Regions from separate parts of the Anas platyrhynchos genome. Here region 2 is linked to region 1. The links are chromatin contacts, called in public Hi-C maps. All regions are on one chromosome and are shown on one strand. Each heading gives the region's core, a stretch centred on a gene start, on an enhancer-like site or on the middle of the called end of the contact. The rest is flanking DNA. Distances are from core to core; before and after follow the strand shown. Region 1 has its middle 20 kb from the start of ZFP36L1. Region 2 overlaps RAD51B (RAD51 paralog B).

Region 1 (4,691 bases), core at 800-3,299:
ACTTAGATATTTTCATTGAACTGTTCACACAGAAACCATTTTATTGAGCTGCTTTGGTTTTGGTGTGCTAAAAACACCAGCTGGTGGAGCAGTTTAGTGCATGACAGAGAGACGTCACTTACCTCAAAGTTGTGTCTTACTGTAGGGGATCCTACCATGATGCTCTGGACAAGCATCAACTACCTGTCATGTAGCCCTGACATCCTAAGGTACCACCACTCTTCTGGGAAGACAGTCTCAGAGGCAGAGGCAGCTGACCACAGTTTCTTGTCCAGAACCACTGCTGATGAGACTCACATTAAATCTACTGGCAAATCTAACAAGATTGAATGCAGAAGGACACAGCCCCGAATAAATGGAAGTTAAGGGAATAACCTGTTTTTCTTGGACTTGGTCCAGTATTCACTAAAGGGATTCCGTGAGTATCCGTAGGATTGAAATCAGACCATAAATTTCTTATTAATTCTCTTCTGCTTTATTAAAAAAAAAAAAAAGTGCAAACCCTAATAAAATAAATAAATAAATAAATCTATTTTAAGAGTTGTTTCCCCTTTTTCTTATGTATTTATTCTCCTTTCTGCTCCATCCCGTCACTAGGAAGGGTACAGTGCACCTCTGACAGCACCATGATCTGAGAGTTGCCCATAATCTGAGCAGTATGTTCCTGAACAGGAGACTGAATCCTGCTCCGAGCTGCTGCAGCAGAGCACAGGAGTGCTGGGGGAACGTCCAGCTTGCAGCTTGCCATTTACCAAGGGCCCTGTCAAGGCAGAACTGCATCCTGCAAAGACATCCTTCTTATCTTATTATTGCCTCCCCAAACTATCAATTAAAAAAAAAAATGTCACGTTTCTGTATCTGTGGATGTCATTTGCCTTCTGCATGCACTTTTTTTTCATGCAGGGCTGTGACACACACTTCATACAAGTCATCTAGGGAGGGGTACTGTAGGCACTGAGGCACTTAAAAATGCCAGCAAAGTGCCTAATTGGATTTCAAAAGGGCATTGGCCCTGACTGCTGATTTCAGTGCAGCTTAGACTTGTAAGCCCCTGTCTCTGTCTCTAGGTGCCAAACACCTTTGAAATCTGGCTCCCTCAGTTCCCTTTTTGGCTATGGCAATTAGCTCTCAGGGAATTATGATGATGGAAGAACACCCTGACTATGAGTTCTCGGGAAATATAGAAATGGGGATAACTAAGTAACATTTAAATCAATTAGACAGTTCATTAACACTTCTGCTAACAGCCAACTTAGATTCCTGTGCATGTGCATTCTTTCCCACTGTTAGCATCTCCACTCACACACGGATTATTTACGACCCTTCTCCAACAAAAGCCTGGTTATTCTTATTTAAAATAGACCATAAAGATACATTTATTAACATTAAGGACGTTAACGCTCCCTTTTTGTCCCCATGCTTAAAAAAAGAAAAGAAGGATTCAAACCTTAAGTGGGAAGTGAATTACACAGAGTGGCTGCAGATGGGAGCCATTAAATGCCTGGCTGCCTTTTTTTTTTTTTTTTTTTAATTGAAACAATAAAGCAATTTTCTGTACAAATAGCTCTGGCAAAGTGTGGCTTTGGTTCTGTCGAAGTTCACAACCACACATCCCTAAAGATCAAATACAGCAGCGGAGCCTTGGACCTTCCTGCTCGCTGAGGAGGCCCTTGGTTCTCACCCAGGAGAGCTGCTCGCCCATCAGGCGGGGCACTGACCAAATGTGTGCGGGCTGGAGGGCGAAGCAAAGCACCGCAGCTCTTCTTTGGTTCCCACACAACTGCAGAAATTTCAGGATGAATTCCCAGGTAGCAACTCCCAGCCCAGTAACGACAAGTACAGAGTCCAGAGGAAGGCAAATCCATATTCCTTATTTTGAACAAGAAGAGGGGAAAACCCAGACATGGTCGGTTTTCCTGTAATCTTGATTGCCCGTAGGTTTTGGTCCAAACTACTAAACTGCACGGCCTGTCTGTAAATTGAGCGTTTAAAAGAAAGGCGTGTCTGTTTTTTTAACTTTTTGATGTGTGAGTAATAGGGGTGCCATCTAGAGGACAAAGTGACTTTCCAGCACATTCCCTTGGACAGGAATGGCGCTGTCAATAACCTACTCCTCTCACTACCTCCTTATAAACGACTTATCATTTCTAAATAAAATTGTTACAGTACGAAGCACTCCTCCATACACATCAATTCAAGAATTGCAAATCCTGCCTTAATCAATCCAGTTTAAGAAGGGGCTATATACGTTATCCACGTGTCTACCCACTGCAGGGATGAGATACTGAGAGCAGCAACAGGCTCTGGTTATACAGGTCTGGACACCGTCCTTCCCATCCTGACCTTGAGCTGGACACTGCAAGTCACACTGAGCCGAACTGCCAGCGGTGGGATCCAGTCTGGAGCTTGCCTTGGTGGTTCCAGCCCCATGCAGAACAACCACATCTCGTCTCATGCTCCTCTGCACGGCTGCCTAATGTCCTCTCTTGCCTGGCTTAGGAATGGCCTCTCCCTGTAGGATATTCCCTACAGTGGGCGTAGGAATCATCTAATGTTAATGCAAGCGTTAAAAGGAGCCCCGTACAGGGTAGGCATGGCCACCTCTTGCTCCCCACAGTGCTCCATGCTAATTAGTGCTAAACCCTGCCTGCCTCCCACCCACCCGGAGCGGCCGAGCAGGTTGCAGTGGAGCAGGAAAGGGAGGGTTGCACAGCACTGCTCAGGCCTCACAGCCAGAGGAACCCCAATCCAATGCCCTCGCGAAGCACTCCAGATTTGCTTGCAGACTCCCTGCACCCACTGTGTTGCAAAATCCCCTGTTGATGTGACTAAGAGTCATGCTGGCAGCCTCGGCTTCGGTTTCTACCTCTCACAGTCCTGAAATGGAGACAGGGAAGTGTCAGATGCTTTCTGTTCTCCTTGCCCAAGACTCTCTGACCACGGGTGTTTTTGCATCCACAGCGTTCAAGGGACCTTTCAGTCAGTGCTATCTCGTGAGTAGCTAAATAAAAACAGACCCAAACGTCGTCGGCTCTGCTTACATCAAGGAAAGGAGAAGCAGCTCTCCTACTACAGCAAACGCTAGCAAAGTTCTGCAAGAGGCAGCTAAAAATAGGGCTGCCCCCTACAACACTTCCGTCCTGCCTTTCACACACTTGCAGCTTTCACGTCCCATCGGCCCCACAATTTCCTTGTCGCTGGTTTGCCCCACGCCCAGTGTCCCCGCGCAGCCCTTCCTGCCGGCAGAGAGCCCCGATGGCTTTGAAGTGCGGGAAGCTCCCTTGCACCGGAGTGAGCGGCCACTTCCCCTGCTTTCTTCACTGTTTTGGTCTGCATCAGTTGCAAGTGAGAAGTGGGACAACCCCCCCGGTGAAGGTCTCGCCCCAAGAAGATGCTGAAAGTCCCTGAGGTGCCGAAGACAAGAAAAGTTTTCCTTAGCGGAGTATTTTCAAGGGTATTTTTCTTGGTAAATGAAATGATGGAAAGTGTTTGTGTGAATACCTCTGGGATAACATTCCCAACCATTCCCTTCCAATTTTGGCATTTGTTCCTGGAGAACCAGGAGCTGAAAATGGCATGAATGTGCTTCTTGGAGTCAAAAGGAAAGCAAGCACACCCGTGGTGTAAAGGAGGGGTTGTGAAGGGGACCTCCTCCGCCTGGTTGGAGGCGCGAGGCTGAGATGCCCTTGGTGCCAGGGTGCTGGCTGTCAGCAGGCCAGTGACACCTGGATGTTGGATGAGGGCACGTGGAAGGTGGAGGTGCGTTAGCCGTGTGCCATAGGAGGAGCAAGAGTGGTGCCAGTTCTGCCAGGGCAGTCTGTGAGGAGTGACATGGGACAGAGCTCGTGGGGACAGGCATCGCTGCTGAGGCAAGGAGAAAGCCATGGTGTGCATTAACCCCGATGAAACTGTTGAAAATGGTCTGTGCTGTTTGCCCAAGGTTTTCCAGACCCTGGGAAAGTAATGCCCATGGGAAGTTGGGCTGATTGGGAGCTCATGAGCATTACTGTCTTCTCCGCTCATCAGTCCAGCAGGTACCGGAAAGGGTAAGGCAGCATGTGCTGGACTCCCAGCAAAGACAAATGGATAAGACAAATCCAAGAGCAGGGCTTTGCCACCTTTTGGGCCACAGGAGGACTGAACAACTTACCACCATGTTGCCAAACAGCAGGAGCAGGGGCCCAGGCAGTCTGGGAGCTGATCCACACCTCCAGGAACTTGGAGTCCACCTGTTCTGGCCTCAAGTGGAGGGATCTCATCTTGAAGGGGAGTCACTTCACAGCCCCTGTTTGTGCTTGGGGGAGTGGATGAGGGGTAGGGTGTGTGGACTGAGAAAGCCAGATGAGTTCCCTTGCTGTAGAAGTACTGATGAGGAAAGAGAACCGTGCCTCTTCACCAGGGGTGGGTGCACTGCCTCGGGCTGTCCCCCCAGAGCCCCGACATGGTTAGGGAACCCTGCAGTTCGAGGCTGCCATAGTGAGCTGGCTTGCAAAGGGCTCAACAGGGGAAGGCATTTCTGAGGAGAGAGCCCCTGGCCAGGCTGCTGGAAGACGGCTACTTCCCCATCGGATGGTAAAACACAGCAGAAAAGCCATCAGCTCAGAAGGCACACCCAGACCACTAGAAATTCTGTCCGGACCAAGCCAGAAAATATTTCCTGAAGCCTCTTTGTCACCAGGCTGCTTTAGAAG
Region 2 (5,132 bases), core at 2,260-4,759, 420 kb before region 1:
AATGTTCTGTGGAGCGGGCAGCTAGTGGTTTATTTTGATGCTACTAAAATGAGAGCAAGAGTGCTAACAGTCCTCCCCCTTCCTGCACCAAATTTTAAAGTAATTGGAAGTGAAAACTGACACTGTGCAAACCTCTCTTGAGTTCTTTGCAGTCATCACCATGGTTGTAATGTATCCTTGGTGTTTCATCTGTTGTGTGAAGCAGCTGAGAACATCTGTCTTACTCATAAAGATTTTCCTTTTCCTTTGCTTCACTATGTACCTCAGGAGCAGTTAGAGAGAGATTTCCAAACCGAGTCCTGTTTTGAGGGCGGTTATTTCTTCTTTCTTTGGTTTATTCCTTTCTCTTCTTGCCAGTATAAAGGTGCTAAGAATCCACCTTAAAATCTAACACTTATTGTATGTTAAAATATTAAAACTACTTTCATTATCAAAGCTGAGTTGGCCTTGGAAAGGATGAATGAAGTGGCAGGATATTTTAGTTATTACTCCTCTGTGTTGCTTTTCTTGTTAGTCTTCTGTTTTTCCTTCTCCCCTTTGTTGTATCACGTGTCTCTCATTTGTTGAAGGCTGAAGAGCTGTTTGTCACATTCTTTACAACAGCAGTCTGAACAAGCAGTAAATGTGCAGTGCCTATTTAGTCACCGTTGAATTTTTCAGATTTCATGTTTTCTGAAGCAAACACAGCCATGGGGTCTTGCTCAGTTGGAATGAAAATGTGGGTGGCTGACATTCAGGCTGTACTCATCAAACTCAGGCTCGCTAATACGTTGTATTTGTGACTGAAGGTGAAATGTCATCTTAAACTCTTTGACAATGCTGTTTATTTATATATTTGTATGTGCATGTGTATATGCATGTACACATTTTCTCTTGCTCACGCCTTATGTTACCTTTTTTGTTCTCGTAGAAGCGCTTGTGCAGCTGTGTAGCAAACTGGAGAACTGATCCGGGTGGAAAGTGATCTTTTAAGTTCTTTTTCCTTGAATAATTTTTCACCTGGATGCAATATCCTTGCACCTTGACTTGTTTGCTTGTATTCCGCTATAGTCCCTCACAATTTTTGTAAAGAACACCTGCATTTCTAACCGGTCTTTATTTATTTTATGGTTATTCTTGTAGCAGCTTGTGGTTATCCATTCTTGATTTGAACCCACCAACTTCCCCCTGTTTTTTTTTTCCCCTCAACTATTTATCCAGTCTTCTGAGACTCTCAAGACCAATCCTATCCTGTCCTATTTGGTTCCTTCCACTTCTGTTGCTGATGCACAAGCATTCTGTTGGAACAGTGCAGTGAGCTCTGCTGTAAGGGGGCAATAAAGAACTGAGAAGGTTTAGAAGAAAGAGATAGCATTGTTTGAGCCTGTCTGCAGAGTACTGCTACTGAACATCAGGCAGTGGCTTTTGTTCTTCTCACTAGAATGTACCAATTGGACAACAGATGTGTTTTTCATCTGTATGGGTTAAAAACTAAACTTAAATGTGCTAATTCTTCCAAGACTTATTTTCTGTGTGAAAATAATGAAATGTAAGTATGGCAGGTAGATGATTTATAAGCAAATCATTTCAGCAAGGATCCTTAATTATACTGAAACCACAAGAACTGACTTTGAGTCATCAGAACTTGAAGACAGAATTAATTCCCTGTGCTATAAGTCACAGCAATTCAGTTTTTCTTCATTTTAGATGTTGAAAAAATAGCATTTACATAAAGCTATTAACTAAAGAAACATTTTCAAGAATTGCAAACAGATTTTATATTCTTGTGGGTTTTATTGGTTGTTCATTTTATATAAATTGCATAAACACTAGCAGCGTTGGTGGAGTATGGAGATGATGTATTAAGGAGTTGACCAACTTTTAAAAGAGGAATTGCAGGCGTTTTCTGCTTTCTGTTCTTTCTGAATACTGGCTATATACATTTTCTGATGTGTATTCTACTATTTTGTATTCCATCAGTACACTGTTACTTATTTTGTATTGCGTTAACCTTAGAATTTGGTTACAGCATTTTTGATAAGAGGACACACTTTCTAGTAGCCAGACACTGAACTAGAAGTCATTTGGATTGTTTTCTTAGCTGTGTTGCCTGGTACCTCCCCTGGCCCAAGTTTAACGTGCAAAGGAAAATGAAGCTTTAATGAAAAGGTCTGTGGATGAAGGATTCTATTTGTGGCAAATATTGTTTGCTCACTCACTGAAGTAAGTACAGTATTCTTATTCTAACTTCCAATGAACCATCCCTACAGCAGCTTTGTGTGTTTTATTTTGGACAAAGGTGGTGGGCTGTGTTTGCACAGTGTGTTTGAATTTGCTTTTGACTGACTATTTGCTATTGCTTATGGAAAAAGATGCAATAACAAATATAGGTGCAATAATGGCGAGGTTTATTGTTGCATGTTATAAGCAAAATTCCCTGCTTGAGACTCCTGCAAATTCCCTACTTCAGGCTTTTGCATAGCTGGTTTTGTTCTTTTAAAGAACTCCAGTATTCGCTTTGAGATTAAATATAATAAAGCTTCAGCTATTCACTTCTGTTAGGCAGAATGCTTTGGTAGCTGAAATGCACTCTGATATTTATGATATTTTTTTCGTTATACGAACCTTTTGAAATTTCTATTGACACAGTTGGGAATTGGCTGTACTAGATCTTTTTCTGGCAGTTGGCTACGCATTTCTCCCAGAGCAACAACCGCAAGGTGGTGCCTTTTCATCACCTGAAAGGGAAAAGAACTCTGTTTCACGAAGTTCACGTTGGCTTTTGGCCTGTTGCTTGGCAGAACTGGACAGCTTGGATACTGAAGTGACAATTTTGATTGTTTTCTCTCTGGATACACGAGCACTATTGTTCTCCAGCCCTTATGATTGGAAACCGTTAGGTTGTAATGCTCAAAAGTTCAGAGCTCTAAGTGAAAGATAATTTCCTATAAATCAAACTTGAGTCATGTTGGCAAAATCATGAAAAGATTGGCTGGAGAGTGCTCAAGTTGTGCAGGCCAGGGAGGATAGATACTGCCAGAGCATCCTGTGAAACCAGACCTAGATCTGCAACTGCTTTTACCTGTTAGGCTTAGGCCACTTTGGTGGGACTGTGCAAGAGCCTGGAAATGGAAGAAAGGGAAATGCTTTAGGGAAGCGGTGTGCAGTTTGGGGGAATGCTGGTAAGGGCGAACTGGTGTGGCATTGATGATTCTTTTTAGTTGCATCGTAGTTCATCTTTGTATGCTCAGTTCAGTTAAAGATGAGACAGTTGGAAACCAGTCTGAAATTTTACTCTATTGCTGAATAAGACCTGAGAACAGAAGTATATAAAGAAATAGTTTTTCACATGATCTATATGTAATTCCCAGCTGTGAACCCTCTGGCAGTGAGCATGAAATCCAAAACACAGCTGATAGGGGAAAGGGTTGTTGTCAGCTCACACTGAACACTCGAATATTCATAGTGTGGTGCTTTTACAAACAGACATCGAAATACATCGGGGCAATTTGCTCTTGAGGTCTGTGCAGAACCTCTTCCTAGCTGTGTACATTTTCACATACAGTGACAATCAGTGTTGAAGGAGAACCAGGTGTGTGCCATACTATACTCGCTTTCCTCCAAAATAGCAGTTCCTCGACCCCCTTCATACCTCTCTGCCAAATTTCCTGCTGTAAATTGGTTTTATGTTTGCCTGTGTGTACCCTGTGACCCCTTCAGAATATTTGTGGTATTTTAAACCCTGCATTGTGTGCATGACACAGTGTTTAGTTTGGATATGAAGTTTAATTTAATCACACATGCTGGTTGTGGTGTTTATTTTGGAACCAATAAGTGGGAGGCACCAGTTTATATTTTATTAGTCTGGATGAATTCTCCTTGTTACTTGATAACCATGTATAAGCTCAAACTAAAAATTCATGTCCAAAGGAATGCTGAAACATGGATGGCATTTGAATACAGACTCTCGTCCACTCTGGGTTTGGATTCTGCTGGAAAACACTTTGGGTGTTTGTGGTTCGCTGCAGTGATAGTGATGGAGTGGCTGTTCTGATTCTAGAGGGTTGTGTGTTATTCCTCTCTATATGCCAGCAGAGCTGGAGAGGGAGCTGATTTGGAAAGAGCAATGCTCACGTTAGAGGAAAGGCCTTTTCTGTTTGTTTTGTGCATTGTTGCAGGCAAACGGAGCTGTGTTTGCAGAGCGAGGTTATAGATCCGTGGCCCCAGCCTTGTTTCGTTTGCTTCCCACATGGCTGCAGTTACAGCAGAGTGAGTGAGTATTAGAAACTGATTTGCTGCCTTCCCTCCCACCCCCCCCCCAACATGCCAGCAAAACTGCTCCCATGGTCTGCAGTTAATAATGCATGTGGTAGTAATTCTGGCCCCAAAATCTTACCTTTTGATGAGTGTTGAGGGGCTGGAGAAAAAAAAAAAGGTGGTGAATTTCCATGAGTCCTGTTTAATAGAATGTGATGGAAAAAGAGATTAACAGAGCCAAAAGGAATCCACCAGCAAACTTTACAGCATTGCAAGGACACCTGTCTCTTCATTATTTTTTTTGAACACTGAAGCAAAGCAATTTTGATGCATAGTTCTGTATGTCATGAAATGGCAGATACTATGAGATCTAAAGCTGCGTGTTATGCATCTAACTCCCAGCTGTATTTTCCCTGTAATATTCTACTTGTGTTCTTCTAAGAAACTTTCATTCAAGAGAAGTGTTGGAAGTCTGTCCTCTGAAAGCAATGCAATTAAAAGGCAAGATTCACTAATCCAGGAGTTGTGGCGATACCATATGCTTCCCATTCCAAAGCCTCGTGTGGCAGAATGCAGTGTTATTTCCACCAGTTATCTGCTGTTTGGTGTTTTTTCTGGTGTTTGCTATAAGTTTTTTTCCACGTCTGATTTCCTTGATCCCGTGGAAATAAACAGGGTATTGTAAAAGCATAATCAAGGTGAGAAAGAAACAGGATCGCTTTGTTTTTTATTTATTTATAAATCTGAGGATCTGCTTTACATTGTTACATTAACCTGTATTCCATGCATCAAAGGTGTGACTGTGTAGTCCTCTCAGCACCGCATGTGTGCTAACCTGCATGGAGGACGGTACTTGAAGCTATGGTATCCAGTCTGGCATAAAATTGATCAGTTAT

The links. Hi-C and Micro-C count contacts between places; a contact is called where the count stands out from the background.
Region 2: a contact with region 1 is called in a Hi-C map of subcutaneous adipose tissue, with 4 times the contacts expected there. The contact joins two enhancer-like sites. A contact is called at or near these places in 2 of 8 Hi-C or Micro-C datasets (skeletal muscle and subcutaneous adipose tissue).

Annotation. Positions count from the first base shown.
Region 1 is chr5:37,382,194-37,386,884 of IASCAAS_PekinDuck_T2T, reverse strand. No RefSeq gene overlaps it. Among named protein-coding and RNA genes, the nearest start is that of ZFP36L1, 20 kb to the left of the region's middle. Within about 2 kb of position 2,049, at least 5 of the 8 cell types and tissues checked have an H3K27ac peak or open chromatin away from gene starts, as enhancers often do.
Region 2 is chr5:37,799,063-37,804,194 of IASCAAS_PekinDuck_T2T, reverse strand. The region is part of intron 8 of RAD51B (RAD51 paralog B); the gene reads left to right. Among named protein-coding and RNA genes, the nearest start is that of TMEM229B, 70 kb to the left of the region's middle. Within about 2 kb of position 3,509, at least 1 of the 8 cell types and tissues checked has an H3K27ac peak or open chromatin away from gene starts, as enhancers often do.